2 separate regions of the Mus musculus genome follow, and region 1 is linked to region 2. A link is a contact called in public Hi-C data. All regions are on one chromosome and are shown on one strand. Each heading gives the region's core, a stretch centred on a gene start, on an enhancer-like site or on the middle of the called end of the contact. The rest is flanking DNA. Distances are from core to core; before and after follow the strand shown.

What was found. A called contact is a pair of places that touch in the nucleus more often than the background predicts.
Region 1: a contact with region 2 is called in a Hi-C map of uterus, with 8 times the contacts expected there. The contact joins the promoter of Cox6b1 here to the promoter of 2310022A10Rik in region 2. A contact is called at or near these places in 1 of 39 promoter capture datasets (maxillary cranial neural crest) and 2 of 484 Hi-C or Micro-C datasets (B cells and uterus).

What each region holds. Positions count from the first base shown.
Region 1 is chr7:30,624,264-30,629,392 of GRCm38.p6, forward strand. Cox6b1 (cytochrome c oxidase, subunit 6B1) reads right to left here and starts at 1,851. Exons shown (of 4, transcript NM_025628.3): 1 at 1,788-1,851; 2 at 237-350. The coding sequence starts at 342.
Region 2 is chr7:27,551,188-27,556,488 of GRCm38.p6, forward strand. 2310022A10Rik (RIKEN cDNA 2310022A10 gene) reads left to right here and starts at 2,103. Exons shown (of 10, transcript NM_175107.5): 1 at 2,103-2,166; 2 at 5,227-5,301. It overlaps Pld3 (phospholipase D family, member 3), which reads right to left and starts at 2,031. Exons shown (of 14, transcript NM_011116.2): 1 at 1,811-2,031.

The DNA of each region.
Region 1 (5,129 bases), core at 601-3,100, 3.1 Mb after region 2:
CATAAGATGTATATGTAATTCATATATACATGTATAATTATATTCTTCAAAAAATTTATTGTTGAGACCAAAGTTTATGACCTGGAGAGCTAGTTTGAGGGGTCGGGCCCTCCAGAGGGTACGTCCAGAGTGAAGGAAACCAGGCTGGAACGCACATGTCCCTGCTCCCCAACTTCCTTTCTGAGGTTGGAGGTACATGGGAGACCCAGGCAGGCCCACTATGGTACTCTGCTTACCCAGGTAGTTCTGCCAACAGTTCTTAGTCTGGTTCTGGTTGGGGAAGCGGCTGTCAAAGGGGGCAGTTTTGTAGTTCTTGATTTTAGTCTTGATGTCTTCAGCCATCCTGACTCCTGGATGCAAACAGAGTGGGAATGTTGGCAACCATTCTGGAGGTGCTGGGTGTGGGGATGTCAGGCCAGAGCAGAATAACAGGCTGAATGTGAATAAACCATTATCTCCCCCTTCTTCACAAACACAGAAAGATGAAGGGCAGGGAAAACCCATATATCTGAGTACAGAAGCCACAGTAGGGTTGGACAGAGGTCTCCTTGGCAAAACCAATCTTCATCCTTAAATTCCAGTTAACGCTCACTGTGTGCACAGCACATACTATGTGTACTCTATACATACCTACCCCATGGCCACTCTAAAAGATATTGCTACCTCTGTTGTCTACACAAGGGACAGGGTGTCTAAATGACTTTCCAAGGTCACACAGCACCCAGTGATAATGCTTCATCCATCACCAGCAAAAACACTGCAAGGATTTTCTGGTGTCACCGGCTAGTTTTCTGGCGTCACACACTCATCTGAGGTCCAATGAACTCAAACTTTGCTCAGAATATGCCTAAATGCATTGTGGGATTGCCTAAGATGTGTCCCCCCCCACCCCGCTCCAAAAAAAAAAAAAAAAAAAAGCTCAAAGGACTTAACAAGTAAAGTACAACTGGAGGTAACCATGACTGAAGATTTGTGACTCTTGTAACTGGCATGTGTCAGGTATCTGTGATTTTGCCTGCTGACAATGGCCCAGGCTACCAAATCTATTGACGTTGCTGCCTCCATTCCTAATGGAAGTAAATACTGGAATTCGATTAGAACCCCACGCAAACCGCCCCCCCCCCAATCATTCAAATACTTTAGCTCCTTGAGTTTTATCGACTTCTCTCAGCTTTGATATGTCTGAAGAGATGACATAGTCAATATCAACAGACCTGAGAGAAACTGTCTCTAGAGCATCTGGGGGACCTTGACACCACAGAGGTGCCAGTGTCAACTGAAGTAGTCCAAACAAGTGGGGTATTTGGGCAGGTTCATTGAAGGAGGCAAGGTGGGCACGGGGGATTTAAAAGACTCAGTGTCGGAAGTAATTTTGGACAATATCTCGAGTTTTGAGAGTTGATCAAAGATGACGCTGAGGGGAAAGACACGAGTCAAGGCGACAGGCTTCGGCCTTGGAACGCGGGTGGCCACGCCTGTGAACTCGCAACTAAAAGCTCCACAGTCCAATTTACTGGGTCTAAATCCGAATTGCCTTATAGCCACGGGTAAGGCGCTTCACACTCCAGCCCCAACGCTATCAAAGGGGACTTGTAGGGCTGAAGGATGGAGTAATAGGGACTGCTTAGAAAGCGACCTAGCCATCATGAAGAAAGGCGGCTATAATGGTTAGCTCCAGGACACCGGACCCGTGGCCGCCGGAAGTTTCTGCTTGGCGTCAGGGAAGCCCCGGGGCGCTTCTCTGCAACGGACAAGGTTCCCCCAGGATCCCGACCCTTCACACTCACCTAAAGATTGTCCCGGAGTAGCGTTACTTCAATGTGACCCTTAGCAAAGACGCCAATGTCAGACGGGAAGCGGAATTCCGACTGGCCGGAAGCTGCGAGAGGAGGAGCCGAGCTGAGTCCTCCGGGCTGCTAGATTGGCCTCGGGAGGCGTGCCCAGAAACCGCTTTGGCCACGCCCACTTCCGAAGAAGCCCGACCTCCTATTGAGCTAAATTTCTGCTTATTATTGTTGCTGGGCCAATCGAGATTTTACTTTGCTCTTAAAAGGCACCTGACGTTCAATTATGGGTTATTATCACCTGCCTGTCCTTCCCAGAGGGAAAAGCATAAGACTGTCTTCAGAGTGGGAATGGAAAAGTGTCACAGATAATCTGTGTTTTGAAATAGGACTTCGCTGTATATCTCAGACTGGCCTCGAAATTTTGATCACAGATTACTAGGTGTTAGGATAACAAGCGTTTACCCCTGTGCCTTGATTCGAAAGTTATTTATATTTATTTATTTGGGTTTTCGGGATAGACAATCTTAGTTTGTGTTTTATTGCAGTGAAGAGACATCATGTCTACGGCAACTCTTTGTTTGTTTGTTTGTTTGTTTGTTTGTTTGTTTTTCGAGACAGGGTTTCTCTGTATAGCCCTGGCTGTCCTGGAACTCACTTTGTAGACCAGGCTGTCCTGGAACTCACTTTGTAGACTCAGAAATCCGCCTGCCTCTGCCTAACTAGTGCTGGAATTAAAGGCATGGGCCACCACGCCCGGTTTATGGCAACTCTTATAAAGGAAAACAATTAAGGGCTGGCTTACAGTTTCAAGTTTCGTCCATTATCATCATAATTGGAAGCAATGTGGTGAATTGCTCTGATCCTTGAGGGTTGCTGTTTCTGCTGCTTTTCTGCATAAACTGGAATCCAGAAGAAGTAGGCTCCAAAGGAAGTACTGGCAAAGCAAGTACCTGTCCCTTCTTCCATTGTCCTTATATAGGCCTCCAGCAGAAGATATGGCCCAGAATAAAAGTGTGCTTCAAGACCTGTAGGAGTCATTCCTCCTAGAGGTCTGGATCAAAAGCCTGTGTCTTCCAGCCTTAAGGTCCAGATTACAGGCATGTTGTCTTCCTGCCTCAAGTCCGGATTACAGGTGTTCCCTATGTTTCTGGATTATAGTTCATTCTATATATAGTCAAGTTGATAATTGAGAGTAGCCATCCACATAGGGGTTCTCTGTGTAGCCCTGGAAACTCATCTATCTATCTATGGGTGTCCTAGAACTCACTCTGTAGGCCAGGCTGGCCTCGAATTTTTATCTGCCTGCCTCTGCCTCCCCGAGTGCTGGGATTAAAGTGCTGACATGGGTTTAAGTTAATAGAAAGTTTTTATTAGGTCTCCAGTGATTACACTAGGTGTTTGGGATCTTGGTGTAGCACCAAGCCCTTTTTAGAGTGAATTTTTACACACAAAACCTGTATTCTGGATTGACATAATTCAGTTCATAAGATAGCTAGCTGGACAGTGGTGGTGCACGCCTTTAATGCCAGCATTTGGGAAGTAGAGGCAGGAGAATCTCTGAGTTTGAGGGCAGCCTGGTTTACAGAATGAGTTCCAGGACAGCTAGGGCTACACAGAGAAACCCTGTTTTAAAAAAGGGGTGGGGGGCTGGCGAGATAGCTCAGTGGGTAAGAGCACTGACTGCTCTTCCTAAGGTCCTGAGTTCAAATCCCAACAACCACATGGTGGCTCACAACCACCCTTAATGAGATCTGACGCCCTCTTCTGGTATATCTGAAGTCAGCTACAGTGTACTTATGTATAATAATAAATAAATCTTTGGGCCGGAGCAAGCAGGGACTGAGTGAGCAGAATTGACAGAGTGAGCAAAAAAAAAAAAAAAAAAAATTCAGTTTCCAGCAACCACATGAAGGCTCATAACCATCTGAACAGATACAGTGTATTCATATACATAAAATAAATAAATAAATCTTTTTTTTTTAAGGCACTGCTGAAAAAAACACAAAGACCTTGCCTTCTTAGGTCCTAAGAGCGTTGTTAGAAGGTGAAAAATGAAGTGGTCTCTCCTACAGTCTCATCCATCACTGTAGCAGACACCACTGCCTGCTCGTTACTATTCTCAATCCCCAGAGATCACTGTTCACACATCCAGGCAGCCGAGAGACCTGTACTGATTGGAGGAAACTTTAGGAATTCAACCTTGGGTCTGATGGAAAGAGATCCATGGGGAAAGTGGCTACAGTATCATTCTTTTTTTTTTCTTTCTTTCTTTTCTTTTTTAGTTTTTCAAGACAGGGTTTCTCTGTGTAGCTCTGGCTGTCCTGGAACTCACTCTGTAGACCAGGCTGGCCTCGAACTCAGAAATCCACCTGCCTCTGCCTCCCAAGTGCTGGGATTAAAGGCGTGTGCCACCATTCTTATCATGGAATTTTTGAAAATGTTCATATAGTTTGCCAGACCTATCAAACAATCCAGTGTGTTTCTGGCTTTAAAACACTTCCAGAATCCTCCTTCACTGGATGCACTTCAGGTCCTTCAGCCTGGATTATTATAGTAGGTCCATTTCCTGCATCTCAGGCTCCCTGCTGCTCCACACTGTGCACCCTCTGCCCGAAGGATGCCTTTACCACTTCGGTTATTCCCACTCAGCCGGAACTCATTCCTCAGCTTCTGGCATAACTAGTCTAAAACTACAGTCCTTACAAATGACTCTCACCTCCCATTTCCTTGCTCCCAGCAGCTCAGGCACCCTAGTTTTAGCTGGTCCTTAAGCATACAGGCTGGCTTCCCCTAGCTCTTTTTTTTTTTTAAGATTTATTTTATGTATGTGAGTATACTGTCATTGTCGCTCTCTTTAGACACACCAGAAGAGGGCATTGGACCCCATTGCAGATGTTTGTGAGCCACTATGTGATTGCTGGGAATTGAACTCAGGACCTCTGAAAGAGCAGTCAGTGCTCTTAACTGTTGAGCAGTCTCTCCAGTCCCTTCCTTCCCCTATCTTTTGCACTTCTTCCTCCCATTAGTTTGGATGTTCTGCCTATAGATGGCTCCTTTTCTTACCTCATTTGAGGCTTTGGATTATAAACTCCACTGAATGAATGGACAGAAACTTGTATGCAAATGAGGGGCAGTTAGGGCTAGGAAATGGTGATGTGAAAGAGAACTGCTTTCTTCCCTCAAAGTAGCATGGCCTCTGAAGTTTCCCTCATATCATCTTCTTAACAAATTGTGTGTGTGTGTATGTGTGCATGCATGTATGTATGTATGTGTGCATGTATGTATACATGTATGTGTGTGTATGTATGCATGTATGTATGTACATGTGTGGGGAATAAGATG
Region 2 (5,301 bases), core at 853-3,352:
GGCTCCCAAGGTCTGGTTGCCCCCAACAAGGTGACCCTCAGCTACACTATGTGATGCTATATAAACCCTGCTCCCCAATGTAAAGCTAATTGGTTAATAAAAGGCTAGAGCCTGCAATTGGGCAATAGGAAGAAAGAGGCAGGCCTTGAGGATAAAATGAGGGGTCTGAGGAGAGGCCAGGGTAGGAAAAGGAAGGAAGGATAAAGGAGCCCAAGGAAAGAGGCCTTCAGGACTGGAGATGGACCATGAACATGTGGCCAGGAGAAATAGACCCCAAAAGCAACCCCAGGAAGATTCAAACAGCACGTAACAAGAGACTTACGGCAGAGATGTACAAGAGACTCGCGGCAGAGATGTATGTTAGAATAGTTCCAAAACCTGCCCAATTTAAGTTTACAGCTTGTAAACAAAATGCCAGGACTGTGTATCTTTTATATAGGCTAGCTAAAACATAATAATTCATTTTTACAAACACCTATAGGCAGAGGTAAGAGGATCAGGAATTCAAGACCACATATGGCTACATATGGAATTCAAAGCCTGCCTAAGCTACACAAGGCTCAGCCAACAAATGAACAAACGCTCAGAATTCACATTTTCCTGGTAGTGTCCCCATGCGCTTTTGTTGTTGTTTGACAGTTTCGTGTAGCTCAGGTTGGCCTTGAACTTGTAATGTATCAGAGGCTGAGGTAGAGATCCTCCTGCTTTAGCTCCTGGACATTGGGTTTACAGACACACAAACCTGTTGGCTACTGTGCATTTTACAAATGGGAAAGCAGGAATTGGAGAGGCATGGTTTGGTGGCCTGGGTTTCCCACAGGTTTAGGGGTGAAGCTGGGACCCTGGGATACCATAGAATACCATATAATATCCCACACCATGGAAATATGTGAAACGTGTACCCACAGAGGAGGGAAAGCTATAAGGCTGGGTGGCTCCTTGTGGGTAATGCTGAATACAGATGTGTTAGTGGAGAGATGGAGACACCAGGGCGATTTGAGGGTAATCTAAGGGGAGATGGAAACAGGAAGTACAAGAATAACTGGTATGAAGAGATTTAGGGGAAATGGGGGTTTCATGAAGGAGATGTGTGGGTGACTAAGACAATGATGACAGAGAGACCGGCTCATCAGTGCTTGCAATCCCCACACTCAGGAGGCTGAGCAATTGGATCTAAAATTCAAGGCCAGCCTGAGTTGCACTGGTGACTGAATGCTAATCTCCCGCACAGGTACCCAGTGCTAACAAAGATGGAAGAGTGACCAGCGGAGCACTGGGGACAGCAGGGGCGTGTCTGAGCTGACATACTTTGAGGTTACAAGGAGACCCTGTCACATAAAAAGAGAAAACTGAGCATATAAGGCCAATCAGGGCTTAAGGGGAATGAAAATGAATAAAAAGGACAATGTTTGTGCTGAAGAGATGGTGCAGCAGTTAAAAGCACTTGTTGCTCTTCCAAAGGACCTGAACTAGAAAACCCAGCATTCACATGGGATGGCTCACAACCATTCGTAACTACAAATCCAGGGAATTAGACATCTTCTGATCTCCTCGGGTAAATGCAGTCACAGATACTCAATTAATTGTAAACAAACAAAAAAACAAAAATTACTTCTTAAAGGAGGGGGCGATGTGAGAGAGGTCATGGCGTCAGAAGGGGAGGGGTGGTGACGATTTAAGTGGGGTATGATTTAAGAGAAGGGATGAGGGCACCTAAGTGGGCCAAGGACGATATAGAAGAGATGCATTATAGACGAGAGGGTGACACAGGGAGGGCAGCCAAGGTGTCGCGCACCAGATCGCACAGTACCTGCACGTCAGAGTCTTCTACTCCAGAACCTAGCCCCGCCTTCCCGCCCACCTGTGCGCAGGCGCAGTCGCGCTAGACTGCGGGCAGGGTGGGGGCTAGACTTGATCCTTTCTGATTGGCGGCGTTCTTCGCGACCGAGGCTCTGTGTTGTCATGTGATGGTCGCCGCCCCACACTCTCTTGCTGGTTGGAGGCTAGGAGGGCTAGAGCGGCTGGTGGAAGGTGCAGTCTGGCTTCCGGTATCAAGGGCAGGACTTCCGGGGCGGGCGGCCCAGGCCGAGGGAGGAGTGTCTGACAGTTGGCGCGACCCGGAGGGCGGGCGGGCGCCTCGTGGGGGTGCGGGCCCCAGAGTGCCAGGTGAGGTGCGGGACTGGGACGGAGGAGGTTAGGGATGGAGATACGGGGTGGCCGGGGGTCTGGACTTCCCGCGCAGCCCATACTGTACGATCAGATAAATGATTTCTCTTTCTGAGCCTCAGTTTCCTCTTCTGTACAATGGGGGCCCAGAAGCTGACCGTAGAACCCGTGTAATGGGACGTCAGGTCGTGCACACCCGTTCTGCTCTCAGAGCTCTCCATGTTACTCTTCCATCCTCGTTAGCACTGATGATGGGTACCCGCGCGGGAGCTGCCCGAGCTAGCAGGCCAGCGGGTTTGGGTTCTAATCCCAGCTTCCCTTTGCAAGAACTGGGCCTGTGTCATTACCTTTCTGAGCCCAAGTTTTCTCTGTTTAGTGAAAACCGATAATCTCAGGCTCCTATGTTCGTCGTGTGGATCCTGATGAATGTCTTTGGCATACCAACAGCTCGGTGGATCGGGATTGTAGCTGAGAGTTCTAACAACATAGAGGAGGGAAGCCCAAAGGAAGCAAAACAACAGTCAAGAAGATTGTTTGCCTCTTTCCTGAGTCCTGAAATAGCGATTTAAAATAATGACTAATGCATGTTCCTCAATTTAAAAGGGGGCATTTTGCATTGTTATCCTAGCCAGGAGAAGGGAACCTTAACTTGAAATACAATAGAAATAGAACATTCCTCTTCATTTGTGGGCAGTAAATGAAAGATACTTGAAAAGTTGTTTTGTTTGTGTGTTTGTTTGTTTATTTACTTATTTATTATTTTTGAAGCTGGGTCTCTGTTTGTAGCTCTTTCTGTCGTGGAACTCACTACATAGACCAGGTTGGCTTTGAACTCACAGATAAACTGCCTGCCTCTGCCCCTCTACCCAGTGCTGGGATTAAAAGCCTCTGCTATCATGCCAGGGTGGCTAAATAGTCTTATATACTTGGTTTCCACCTCACATCTGCATGCAACTTACATTAGGTCTACAACTGTCCCAGTCTGTCACTAGTTTAGTTCAGATTTAATGAATACCTGTCAGACGTAGTTGTAGGAACTTTGAGTTTGCTGTTTTAACCCCTCTAATATATATATTTTTTAATTTTAAATGACATGTTTTATTACACTGTATGTAAAACCAGAGGATAGCTTGGCCTGGTGGCCTTTACCTACTTAGCCTACTTATCTCTCTGCCCCTCCCCACCTGCCGCCCCCCCCCCCCCCAGGAGAAAAGCAGAGGTACTTGTTTTTAATTTTTTTCCCCATTGATGTACCTGCCCATGCATTTCTGTGGAGATTAGGAAAAGTTTTGGGAGTCAGTTCTCTTTCTCCGAGTGGGATGCCGGTTCAGGCGACAGAACTCCTGTTGTCTGACTTGATGGCAGGCACCTTTGAGTAGGTTGTCCTATCATTTACTTTAAAGTCCTGGCAATGGAACCCAGGCCAGGCACACGCTAGGCAAGTGCCCCACCACTGAGCAGTTTCCCAGCCCTCGGCTTTTTGAGGTAAGGGCTGTCCACGGAGCACACCTGGCCTGGAACTCAAAAGCCTCAACTTCCCAAGTGCCAAGACTGCAGGTACCTGCTGCTATGATGAGCAGTAGTGGGACCGTCCTTAAATGGCTCCAAGAGGGGGAGTCCCAGAAAGCAGAGCTACCTGCCTGAGGTCAGGGTTGGGTCTAAGTTCCCCTCCCCCCTTCCTCTCCACCTTTCCACCCCTTCTTTGGCTTTTTTGAGACAGGGCCTTAGGCTTTTGCCTTGACTGTCCTCAAGCTCATGGTGCTATTACACCGCCTCCTGAATGCTGGGATTCTAAAGCTGTAAGCATGGTTGGTGCTTTGGATTCAAGACCTTGAAGGACGTAGCATGTGGATTCTGTAAATGGTATTTCTAGAATTGAGTTTTGAGAGCTGTCTTTTTTTTTTTTTAAGATTTGTTTATTTATTATATGTAAGTACACTGTAGCTGTCTTCAGACGCTCCAGAAGGAGTCAGCTCTTGTTACGGATGGTTGTGAGCCACCATGTGGTTGCTGGGACTTGAACTCAGGACCTTGGGAAGAACAGTTGGTGCTCTTAACCACTGAGCCACCTCACCAGCCCGAGAGCTGTCTTTTTAAAAATGTTAATTTTGTCAATTTCCTCTATTCCGAGAGTCAGTGCAAGAGATGGACTTTTAAAAACACTCCTCTGTGTTTGTGTGTATGTCCGTGTGGCTGAGCATGTGGTACCCGCCTGCAGATGCTAAAGTTGGATGTCTTACTCAATTATTCTTTACCTTATATTTTAAATCAGGGTCTCTCACTGAACACGGAGCTTACCCATTTGGGCACACAGGATGGCTAATGAGCTCCAGGGATCCTCCAATCTTCACTTCCCCAGTGCTTGGCTTTATAAAAAGTGGGTGGTGGGGATTTGAACTCAGGTCTTCATGCACAGTACTGACTGAGCCATCTCCCCAGCTGGGGACATGAACTTTTAAGATGGTCTCTTTCCTTTTATGTGTGTGTGTATTTACCAGCCTGTCCATACTTTGCACCATGTACATACCTGACGCACTTGGAGCCCAGGCATGTTGGAGATGGAGTTACAGGTGGTTGTGCCTTGCTCCCAGAGTGCTGGGAACTAAACTGGGTCTTCTACAGGCGCAAACCATGTCCTAAGCACCGAGTCATGTCTCCGGCCCCCAGAAACGGATTTTTTAAATCATAGGGAGAAGAAGCTTGGCACCTGGGAGGTGGAGACAGGAAAATTGTGAATTCATGGCCATCTTGACTAATTCAGGAGATCTAGCTTCACCATGGGACCCAACCAACCAACCAACATGGCGTTAGGAGCTGAAATTGAGTTTAGCAGTGGTGACTTCAAGGCCCTAGACTTCTGGTTTAGTATAGCGGAGGCCTTCCAAGGAGAGACTGGTTATGTCTACTTCACAGCAGTGCCTCACTCCCCATTCATCACACATTGGACTAACCTGAGTTCAAGTCCTGGCCCTGCCTTACATGCTGTGTGTTCCCAGGCTGACCATTCTCTTTCTATCTCTGACTTTATTTCCTCTTTTTGCTCATTTTCCTTCCTCCCAGGATCATCATGGGAAGCCACTGAGGTATGCTTACCTCAGTCCCTGGCACAGAGTGAACACTCGTGAGCACCTGCTC